Regions from separate parts of the Rattus norvegicus genome. Here region 2 is linked to region 1. A link is a contact called in public Hi-C data. All regions are on one chromosome and are shown on one strand. The core of a region is the stretch at or near the end of the contact, and the rest is flanking DNA. Distances in the headings are between cores, read along the strand shown. Region 1 has its middle 9.0 kb from the start of Plg. Region 2 overlaps Map3k4 (mitogen activated protein kinase kinase kinase 4).

Evidence for each region. A called contact is a pair of places that touch in the nucleus more often than the background predicts.
Region 2: a contact with region 1 is called in a Hi-C map of the A7r5 cell line, with 5 times the contacts expected there. The contact joins two enhancer-like sites. A contact is called at or near these places in 11 of 12 Hi-C or Micro-C datasets (the A7r5 cell line, the Rat2 cell line, Schwann cells and 7 more).

The regions. Positions count from the first base shown.
Region 1 is chr1:50,921,944-50,926,767 of GRCr8, reverse strand. No RefSeq gene overlaps it. Among named protein-coding and RNA genes, the nearest start is that of Plg, 9.0 kb to the right of the region's middle. Within about 2 kb of position 1,792, at least 8 of the 93 cell types and tissues checked have an H3K27ac peak or open chromatin away from gene starts, as enhancers often do. A contact at or near this core is called in the A7r5 cell line, where this site is marked.
Region 2 is chr1:51,050,566-51,055,380 of GRCr8, reverse strand. Map3k4 (mitogen activated protein kinase kinase kinase 4) reads right to left here. Exons shown (of 27, transcript NM_001401453.2): 17 at 4,440-4,601; 18 at 1,606-1,706; 19 at 998-1,078. Among named protein-coding and RNA genes, the nearest start is that of Map3k4, 73 kb to the right of the region's middle. Within about 2 kb of position 2,205, at least 3 of the 93 cell types and tissues checked have an H3K27ac peak or open chromatin away from gene starts, as enhancers often do. A contact at or near this core is called in the A7r5 cell line, where this site is marked.

The DNA.
Region 1 (4,824 bases), core at 543-3,042:
ACGGCAGCAGCGGCAGCTTCCCCCTCACCAGCAGAAGCATAAATACCAGAAGAACTGGTCATGTGCTTGCACCAGCTCTCATCCTCGGCCTTTGGACTGGTCTCTCAGCCGGTTTTAACTCAGGTTTTGCAGTTTTAGAAGGACACAGACCTATCTGCTGTGTGAAATCATTGAGGCACGGCTAATGTAACTGATTTTTTTAATAGTAAATTCTTTTTTTTAAAAAATTATTAATCCTTTTATTTGTTTACATTTCAAATGTGATCCTCCTTCCTGGTCCCCCCTTCAGAACTCCCCCAACCTATCCCCCTGCCCCTTTGCCTCTAAGAGGGTGCTCCCCCGCCTACCCATCCACCCTTGCCTCACCCCTCTAGCATCCCCCTTCTCTGGGGCATCAAGCCTCCACAGGACCAAGTGCCTCCCTTCCCACTGATGCCAGATGAGGCCATCCTCTGCTACATATGCAGCTAGAGCCATGGACCAGCCCATGTGTATCTTTGGTTGGTGGTTTAGTCCTTGGGAGCTCTAGGGGGTCTGGTTGGTTGATATCATTGTTCTTCCCTATTGAGTTGCAATCCCCTTCAACTCCTTCAGTCCCTCCCTAACTCTTCCATTGGGGTCCCCAGGTTCAGTCCAATAGTTGGCTGTGAGTATCTGCATTTGTATTGGTCAGGTGCTGGCAGAGCCTCTCAGAGGACAGCCATGCCAGGCTCCTGTCTGCAGGCACTGCTTGGCATCAGCAATAGTGTCCCCCTTGGTGTCTGCAGATGGGATGAGTCTCATGGTGGGGCAGTCTCTGGAAAGCCTTTCCTTCAGCCTCTGCTCCATTTTTGTCCCTGCATTTCCCTTAGACAGGGAAAATTCTGGGTTAAAAAACTTTAGATGGGTGGGTGGCCCCATCCCTTCATTGAGAGCCAGGCCTAATTACCAGAGGTGGTCTCTCTAGGTTTATCTCCCTGCTGTTGGGTATTTCGGCTAATGTCATCCCCATCGGGTCCTGAGAGCCTCTCGAATCCCTGGTATCTGGGACTTTCTAGTGGTTCCCCAAGTTCCCCACTGCCGACTGCTACTTTATTTCTATTCCTTTTCCTGGCCCTGTGGACTTCTCTCCTGTCTCTTCCCATACCTGGTCCTGCCCTCCCCTTTTCCCTCCCCATCCTTTCTTTCTCCCAAGTCCCTCCCTCCCTCCCTCCCTCTACCTGCCATGATAATTTTGTTCCCCCTTCTAAGTAGGGTTGAAGCATCCACACTTTGGCCTTCCTTCTTGTTAAGCTTCATATGGTCTGTGAGTTGTATCTGAGCTTCTGGGCTAATATCCAGTTATCAGCGAGAGCATACCATGTATATCCTTTTGGGTCTAGGTTACCTTACTCAGGATGATATTTTCTAGTTCCGTCCATTTTGACAACTTTATGAACTTTGTAGGCAAAGGCAGCCGATTTGTAACTTGGAGTTTCCAGCGGTGGGCTGCAGGAAAAAAAATGTGTGATTGTCGCCCTCTATTGGCCACTGTGGTTATATGCTTTTGTTTAAAAAAATCTCTCGGCTGTTTCCAGAAAGTGTAACATGTCCAAACCATGGGTGACTGAGGATCAAGTTTGTCAATGACCTGAAAGGAAGGAGAAAACGTTCTTTGATGTAGAAATAGGTTTTTCCAGCTCCGCCAGCACCTCTCTGGGTTGGATTTAACTCAGAGTGCGTCATTACCTCCAGGCACTGGGATCCCTCAGAGGACGTGGTTTCGGGATGATGTGCTGCAAAGCCAAGCCCTTGGGCGAGGCAACCTTTCCACGTCATGTGGCCTAAACTTCTTCCCGCTTTGCAAAAGGAACATGTCTCCTCAGAGGGAGGCCCACCAAGAGATGTTGGGTGAGGTGACCGGCTGCCTGTTTGTTGACTTTGCCTGTGAAATGGACATTCCTGAAGGCATGCTGGATAGCTAATGAAAGAACCCAAAGAGGAGCGCTTCATTCACTTTAACAGGCGCACCTACCTGCCCTGTATAGATTTGGGGACATAGGATGGAAATAGTCTGCAGTAATGGCTCCTCCTACAATTTAGCTCCCATTGGAGCTACAACAACAGCACCAGCAGCAGCAGCAGCAGCAGCACCAGCAACAACCACAACCTCAAACCAAATCAAACCAAACCAAAAACAAACAAACAAACAAACAAAAAACCTGTGGAAGCTGAGAGCAAAACATCCAAAAGCACACGCCCAGGCAAGTTCGGTCATCTGCAGTCTAGAGTAGGCCACGCGCCACCTGGTGGTCGCTAGTGAGTATAGCAGGACGTGGATGCGGGCTTGAATTTATTCTTTGCTTGGGTTTGCCTCTTTGGGTTTCCAAGGGCTTTGTGAACAGAACAGTGTAGGTACTTGATAAGTGCTTGTCCGAGTCCCGCCGCAGATGGCTGTGGTAGCATCGTGGCTGGCGTGGTCTGCAGCAGCAAGGCACGGGAGTGAAGGGCATGCATGACGTTGATGCTAATAATCCCTGCTCTAGCTGGTTTCGCTGGCTGTGCGACCTGGGACAAGTTACTGACTCTATTAGAGCCTCATCTCTTCCAGTAGTCGGCACTTGTGAATCATAAGGTTAGTGCTTCCCTCATAGTTTCAGGATGACGATTAAACCAAGTCACATACAGCACAAGGGTCAGTGTTATCACTGCTTCCGCACAGTAGGGCCATGTGATGATTAAAGGGAATCCCTTGAAACCTGGGTTTGGGGGTCAGAACGTGGCTCTGCTGGGTTCCGCTGGCATGGTTATGGGTGAGTTTCCGTGCCTTGATCTCCAAACTGGCAGGAAATAACAGTAATGCGAAACCCCTGGTGAATAAAGCATCAAATAGCACAGCTGGTGTGAGCAACGTGGAGAGCAGGTTTGCAGAATGCAGCCTTCAGTATGGTTTCTGCTGGCAGAGAGCCAACAAGTCTGCCACACCTAGTAGCTCTCTCTCTCACACACACACACACACACACACACACACACACACACACACACACAATTTATTTTTGAGACAGGTGACACTTTAGTTAGCGGGGAGCTCATTATATAGACCATGCTGGCTTTGAACTTACAGATATGTGTCTTCCTCTGCCTCCTGAGTGCTGGGATTAAAGGCATGCTCCACCACACCAGGCTATTCCAGCTATCTTCAGGATAACGAGATGCCTAAGTTAGCCACTAATAAAATCCATATCTAAGTCATTTTACCTATTAATGACTGTGGTCTTGAAGAACTTTTATACCCCCGGCTCCTCTGTTGGGAGTAAGAGTCCTAGTTTTATGGCTTGACCTTCAAAGTGCTTGAAGCCAGTAAGGCCCAGAATTCCAAAAATTTGAGCAGTAACAGGTGGGGGGAAAGGAGGCATTTAAAGGGGGGTATTAAGAAAACTAACTTATTCTTTCCCAAATGTGTGTAGTACATCCTGGTCACACTTGTCCCTCTCTTACCCTCCCCCTATGCCCCTGAGTCCCCCCCCCCCCACCAAGTCCCTCTCCCACTTTTATATCTTTCTGCTCTGCCTTTACCTTTGTGGCCCACTGTGTTCAACCAGGTCTGCCCTCCGGGACAGTCCCCTGTTGAAGCCCCAGCGATAGCGGGGGTCAACATAGGTCAGATGAGCAAGGAAACTATGTAACCATCATCTGACCCCAAACCACAGGAGACCTCAAATAACAGAACTGTCGGGTGGAGTCTGTATGCCGTGACTGAGAGAGATTAATAAAAGAGCCAATCCTATTCTAAGCTAGGGGTTCTCAACCATGCTAACACTGCCAACCTTTAATGGAGTTCTTCATGTTGTAGTGACTCCCAACCACAAAAGTATTTTCTTGTAACATCATAACTACAACTTTGCTACTGTTCTGAATTGCAATGCAAATATCTAATATGCAGGATATGTGACATCCCCTCTCCCCGAAAGGGCTCATCACCCAAAGGTTGAAAGCTGCTGTTAAAACTGTGTTTTGGGTGATCCATTTCATGGCAATAGGTGACTTCAACTGAACCCTTCCCGGCTCCCAGAGTGTTTATTTGATAAACTACTTTTGTAAGTATATAAAATTGTGACAAGTTTTAGCTCCAATTCGTTACAATGTTTCTTTTTATCCCTGCCTTTGTATTGGGTGATCTTTGGAGAGGTGTAGAAAGTTTTGAGGGGCAGCCAAAGGGAGACGGAGTTGATAATCATTTAGCTGGACTCAGTGAGCTGTTTATGTCCCATGGAGTCGACCCCCACCCCCGTGAAAGTGACAGAGTGGCTGCCACTAAAAAAGCTAAAAGGCTTTGAATATTTTGAATACCCACGACATCATCCTATCTGGCAGAAAGGCTAGCCTTGGATTTTGAAGGCCTTGGATGCAACTGCTGCATTTTGTTTTTGTTCCAGTGTGACCTCTTTGACATGGCACAGGCAGTCTGGTAGTGGGACCAGCCCTTACACCAACCTGAATTCCTTCATTGCCTAGGACAGGGCACCCACATTCCATATGCTTGGCACATGCCTCTCCTCCTCTCTCAGCCTCCTGGTGTATTCTTATCCTCCATGTGGATCTCTTTTCTCAGAGAAACACCCCCCAGGGCTGGAGTCGTGTCTGGTACACCCCTGACACCCTCCACACTCAGTACCCTGCGGAATACTGTGTCCATTGAAGAAACGCACACTGAAGGGAGAAGTTCTTGAGGTGACGTTTGTTGTCATGGGCTCCTGGTAGCCCCTGACCTTCACACTCAGACACTGGTGTGGACTGCAGAACATGGGGCAGGCAGGGCTGGGGTGAGAGGAGGAAGAGTTGTAACCCAAGATCCAGTGGCAATGT
Region 2 (4,815 bases), core at 956-3,455, 130 kb before region 1:
ATAGAACCCATGGGGTAGCTACCTGAGAGCCTCAGCTTTGTCAAGGAGGCTTCACAATCTTTGAAGATCTGGATGGCTGTAAGGTTATTTCAAAAGCTGACATTCCCAAAGTTTTATGTTTTAATTAGCTCATCTATTTAATCTATCACAATCATTTTTTTTTAATCCTGGAAATCTAGTGGGTTTTTGTTGTTTGGTTGTTTTTTTTTTTTTAAACCTAAATACAAGATACACCAGATTTGCCTGGACAAGTTTTTCGTGGCAGAGACTGTGGGTCCCAGTGTTAAAATATCTGTGAAAAGATATCTTAATTATAAGCTAATGAGTCTTTCTCCACAAGACAAGGACTTTAATATGCAACTGGGAATCACAGCTTTTCTGAGAGGGACATAGATAGTCCTGGTGGTTTACAATTTTACCTAACCACCAGGTATTTTTTTTTTTTTCAAAAGCAGGGCAGACTCAGGGCCACCACTGTGTCCAGGGTAACCACAGTTATAGGTGAACTAACAGAGAGACTGGTTCCCAGTTTCTGGAAGTCTCTCCCTCCATACAATAGATCTACACAGGGCTGGCCAACCATCATACCAAAGCTGCTTCTGGCTGCAAACCAGCTCTGGAGCCCCATATTAACCTAATGCATCCACCTGTGCTGGAACTCTAATCCCACCCCCACAACCCCATTCCGCTGACAGGACCATCTCACAGTAACTTATTAGTCACCACCTCCCAGCAGCCAAAGTTTGTCCTCCATTTCTTAGCAAGAAGAAGAATGCTTACATTCACAAGTACTGACAATGTCGAGGGATTATGCCAACTACTAAAGGAAGAGCACACCGAAAGGCCCTTGTGATATATTTCGTGAAACAGAAGATGTCCAGAAAGGCCATGATGGGTACCCACGATGTCAGAGTTACCCATGAGGTCACAGGAGCTAACGTATGAGACCTAATGATTCGGAGCCTGAACACTGTCATGTGTGAGTCCTCCGTCATACCTTTGGTCTGGCTGATGAGTGTTCGAAGTTCCCAGCTTCTCCGTGTTGATCCACTTGAGTCGCTCCGAGGATATGCTGGCTCTGCAGGAAGTGGTTTTCATACAAATTAAGGCTTATGAAGAACTACACCCTGCTGAGGGGGTGAATGGCAACATTGTTGTCAATCTGCTCTTAGTGCTGACTCTGGTGAGTCTCATGTCTCTATTCATTTCTAGAAAATGGTACCTAATGAAGAGACTGTTATGAGAGTTGAACCTTCTGTAAGTAACAGACAACAGAACTGTACCAAAACTGTACAAGAATAGCATTCCGGGGAACCCTATTTGAGAGGCAGTTTTAGGGAACTGTCACCATACTACAACAATCACAATAACAGTTCTGTATTTCTAAAGTGAGTAAAAGTACACAGCAATTAAAATATCAAGAGTGATATTTTTGTAAAACACAAGAAGATTTAGAATATACAAAGCTACATTGAACAGCCAAGGTGGGTAGGGTTCTGAAAGCCTGGAGGCTCCCCACATGCTTGTGTACTCAAGGACATAGAGCTAGTGACTAAGATGACTAGGAATGCTGTGGACAATGCATGGCGTCAGCGTGACTCTCACCGTCTCGCTCTTCCGTGGGGCTCGAGTGCCGACTCAGAGACCTGAACTGCAGTTCTGCAGCTATGGAGGCCAAGCGGTCATTTTCAGGGACGCTGGAACCCCTGTTTCAAACATTAACAAAACAAACCCAACTGAGCTATCAAGTGAATGCAGCATGAAATGAAAGGTCTGTGAGGTTCTAGAATGGCGATCCTCAACAGGGCAGTACTACCAGGGGGCTTTTGCAACGGGCATCTAATGGGCAGAGGACACATGGGCAAGCCCCCCAAAATCTATCACCCAAGTAAACAGGGCTACCATTGACATGGGGTCTCTCCTGGGTACCCCCAAATCTATTCATTCTACATTAACAACAGAACAAGAATAAAGCCCGTTTATTTATGGGGGTACATGAAAAGCACTACGGTCTAAGCCTAGCACAGGTAAGAATTTGTTAAACAAATTACACAACAGGTTGCCAACAAGTTATACTTGAATATTTAATTATAACAAGAGTGCCAAAATCATTGCATGGTTCAAAAGATTGTAAATGTCTAGCGGTAAGAAAGGAATGCCTAACAGTTTCTCAAGCAGTAGCCAAGCAACTAGAGGGCAAGAGACCCAGCATGTTAGAGACAGAAGTTAGTTTGCTCTTCCTCAGTACAGTGAAGTGCTCAGTGAGAGCAAGAACGAGCTCACAGGGGTAAAGCTGTGATTAAACAGAAGTGTTAGATTACAGTGCATGTACCCAGAGACCATATGAAACCAGGTTTGCTGTTTAAGATGCTGCTGTGTATCAGTGTGGTGCCTGTGAGCAGGCCCTGTGAGTGGGCCCGGGGCAGTGTGGTTACTTCTGCTATGGCGCTCAGCCTGGGCTAGTCTGTGTACACCTGATGCCGGCACTGCCTCTGCTGCCTGTGGCTGCTTGGAACAGCTCTTATGGCACTTGAGGGACACACAGTCCACTCCTAAGCAGCAGGGCCATATCTGGGAGGTTACAGGTGTTACTCGCTGTCTCTACCTTCTTGCTTTCCTGAAGTTACATAAGTCAGTTTTGTGACTTTCAGAGACTCTTGAAGAAGTGGTGTATTTGTGAATGAGATGTAAGGATCCGTGGGGAATTATAAAGGTTGCCAGTTTCTGTGGAATAACACCCAGCTTGTAGCAGTGTTGAAAACTTACACATAGTTCCTGCATGCCTAGCACTGAAAAAATAATGTTTTCAAGTAAGTGCTAGCGATAAAATTTCAGCCCAGAATAGTTATTTCCAAGGTCAATGAACGAAAATGAAACCATCACTGAACACTGTGGGCAGGAGGCATGCTGTGGGCTGACACCACTGTCACAGCACAGGGCTCCCTTTCCAGGCCCGTACTGCACTATGATGGACTCTCAGGTATGTATGCTGCAGGAATGCACCGGCTGGCAGGCCTCTCCTAAGTCTTGGACTCCCACACACCTGTGGCACTTTGCGATTTCTATCAGTGGTCACAAACACACTGTCTCAAAAGCAAAATCTGTTCCTTTGTATTAAAAAAAAAATAAAAATAAGAAACCTCAAAACTCCTACAGCTTAAGAGTTACAATGAGGGCTGGAGAGATGGCTCAGTGGTTAAGAGCACCGACTGCTCTTCCTGAGGTCCTGAGTTCAAATCCCAGCAACCACATGGTGGCTCACAACCATCTGTAATGAGATCTGATGCCCTCTTCTGGTGTGTCTGAAGGCAGCTACAGTGTACTCATACAATAAAATAAAAATCTTAAAAATAAAATTTAAAAAAAAAAAAAAGAAAAGAAACCTCAAAACTATGCTGCTGCTAAAGCCACTGGAGGTAAAGTGGATCTGAATTAAGGTGAGACCTCCACACGGCCAGATAGAGATGATCAGAAGCCATTGATGGACAGCATATGGTGGTGCAGAAGTTGGATGGAAAGACTGCCCACGCATGTATGTGTCCTGCACCAGTTCCTCAGCCTTACATAGGCAGGTGTCTCCAGGCCAGCGATGGGGCATCGCATGTGATACGGATGCAGCAGCTGGGAAGCTGGCCACCGAGGCAGCCAGCATCCTCCACAGCCTCCCTTGATTCTGCACAAGTGCTAATAACAATCTCCCCATGGCGAGATGGAAGAAATGTGAAGATATACGCTATGAAATTCTCCAATACTAAAAACAAGCGGGACATGGGAGCTTTAATATTTGTTTTATCTTGGTGTTAATGGATTAAGCTATGAAACATTTTTAATTTTAAGGTTATGGATATATGTGACTAAAAATTGGGAATATTAATCATTTTAATGAGAAGCAATACTAGAACTGTTTGCAGAAATCTTAGACTGGTGTTAAGGACTGGTGTCAGTGACATCATCTCAGTCATCGGAGCTGCAAGGCCACAGTCTGCCCTGATTCCATACTGCTTCCACCAAGGCACTATATTTGGCCAAGTCTCTCAGATACCACTCCTTCTGGACGCTTCTCCACAACTGCTCTTCCTTACTGTACAAGATCATTGGCGGTGACCCTTCTGCTCGGATGCTGGCTGAGATTAAGAAAGAACTGCTTTGCTCTGACCTGGGAGAGGCTGTTGGCCCAGTCCCGAGTGCCCTGTGCACCCCAGGATCTTTCCTCAGATGCAGTAAGGCAAAGACTGGTGGTGCAGGGGTCATCTTAGCTCATGGTGGCTCCAAGGAAGAAACATTGCCCTCAGAAACTACTCTGCTTCTGCTGCTTGCTGCATGGTCTGGAGGCTTTGACAACCCACAGGGGCCCCCGAAGACCGCTGCTACAGCCCTACCCTGTGGAAAGGCATGGGGGGACAATGGGGTGGGAGACGCTGCTAGTGCAGTGGGACTACCTGGTATCAGGGGCAGTGTTGACAGGTTTGGCCGGCGCAGAGTCACCACCACCTGGGCCAGGGCGGCCAGCAGCAGTGGTGGCGGCGGCGGCGGCAGCAGCAACAGCAGCAGCAGCAACAGAGTTGCCATGGTTCCGAGTGTCGGAAGGCACGCTCCGGGTGCTAAGGCAAGAAGAAAGGCTTCAGGACACAAGTAAGAAAGGAGGGTGCTGGCATGTAATACATGGGTAGGAAATGAAAAAAAGAAATATAAAATGCACATCACTACTTGAGAGTTCGGATCAGTGTGTGTATGGAAAACTAGTGTCAAAGGTCCTGACCTAGAAAGCCCTACCACAGGAGATCAGTCTGCCAAAAGCACTGAAGTGGGGAGAGG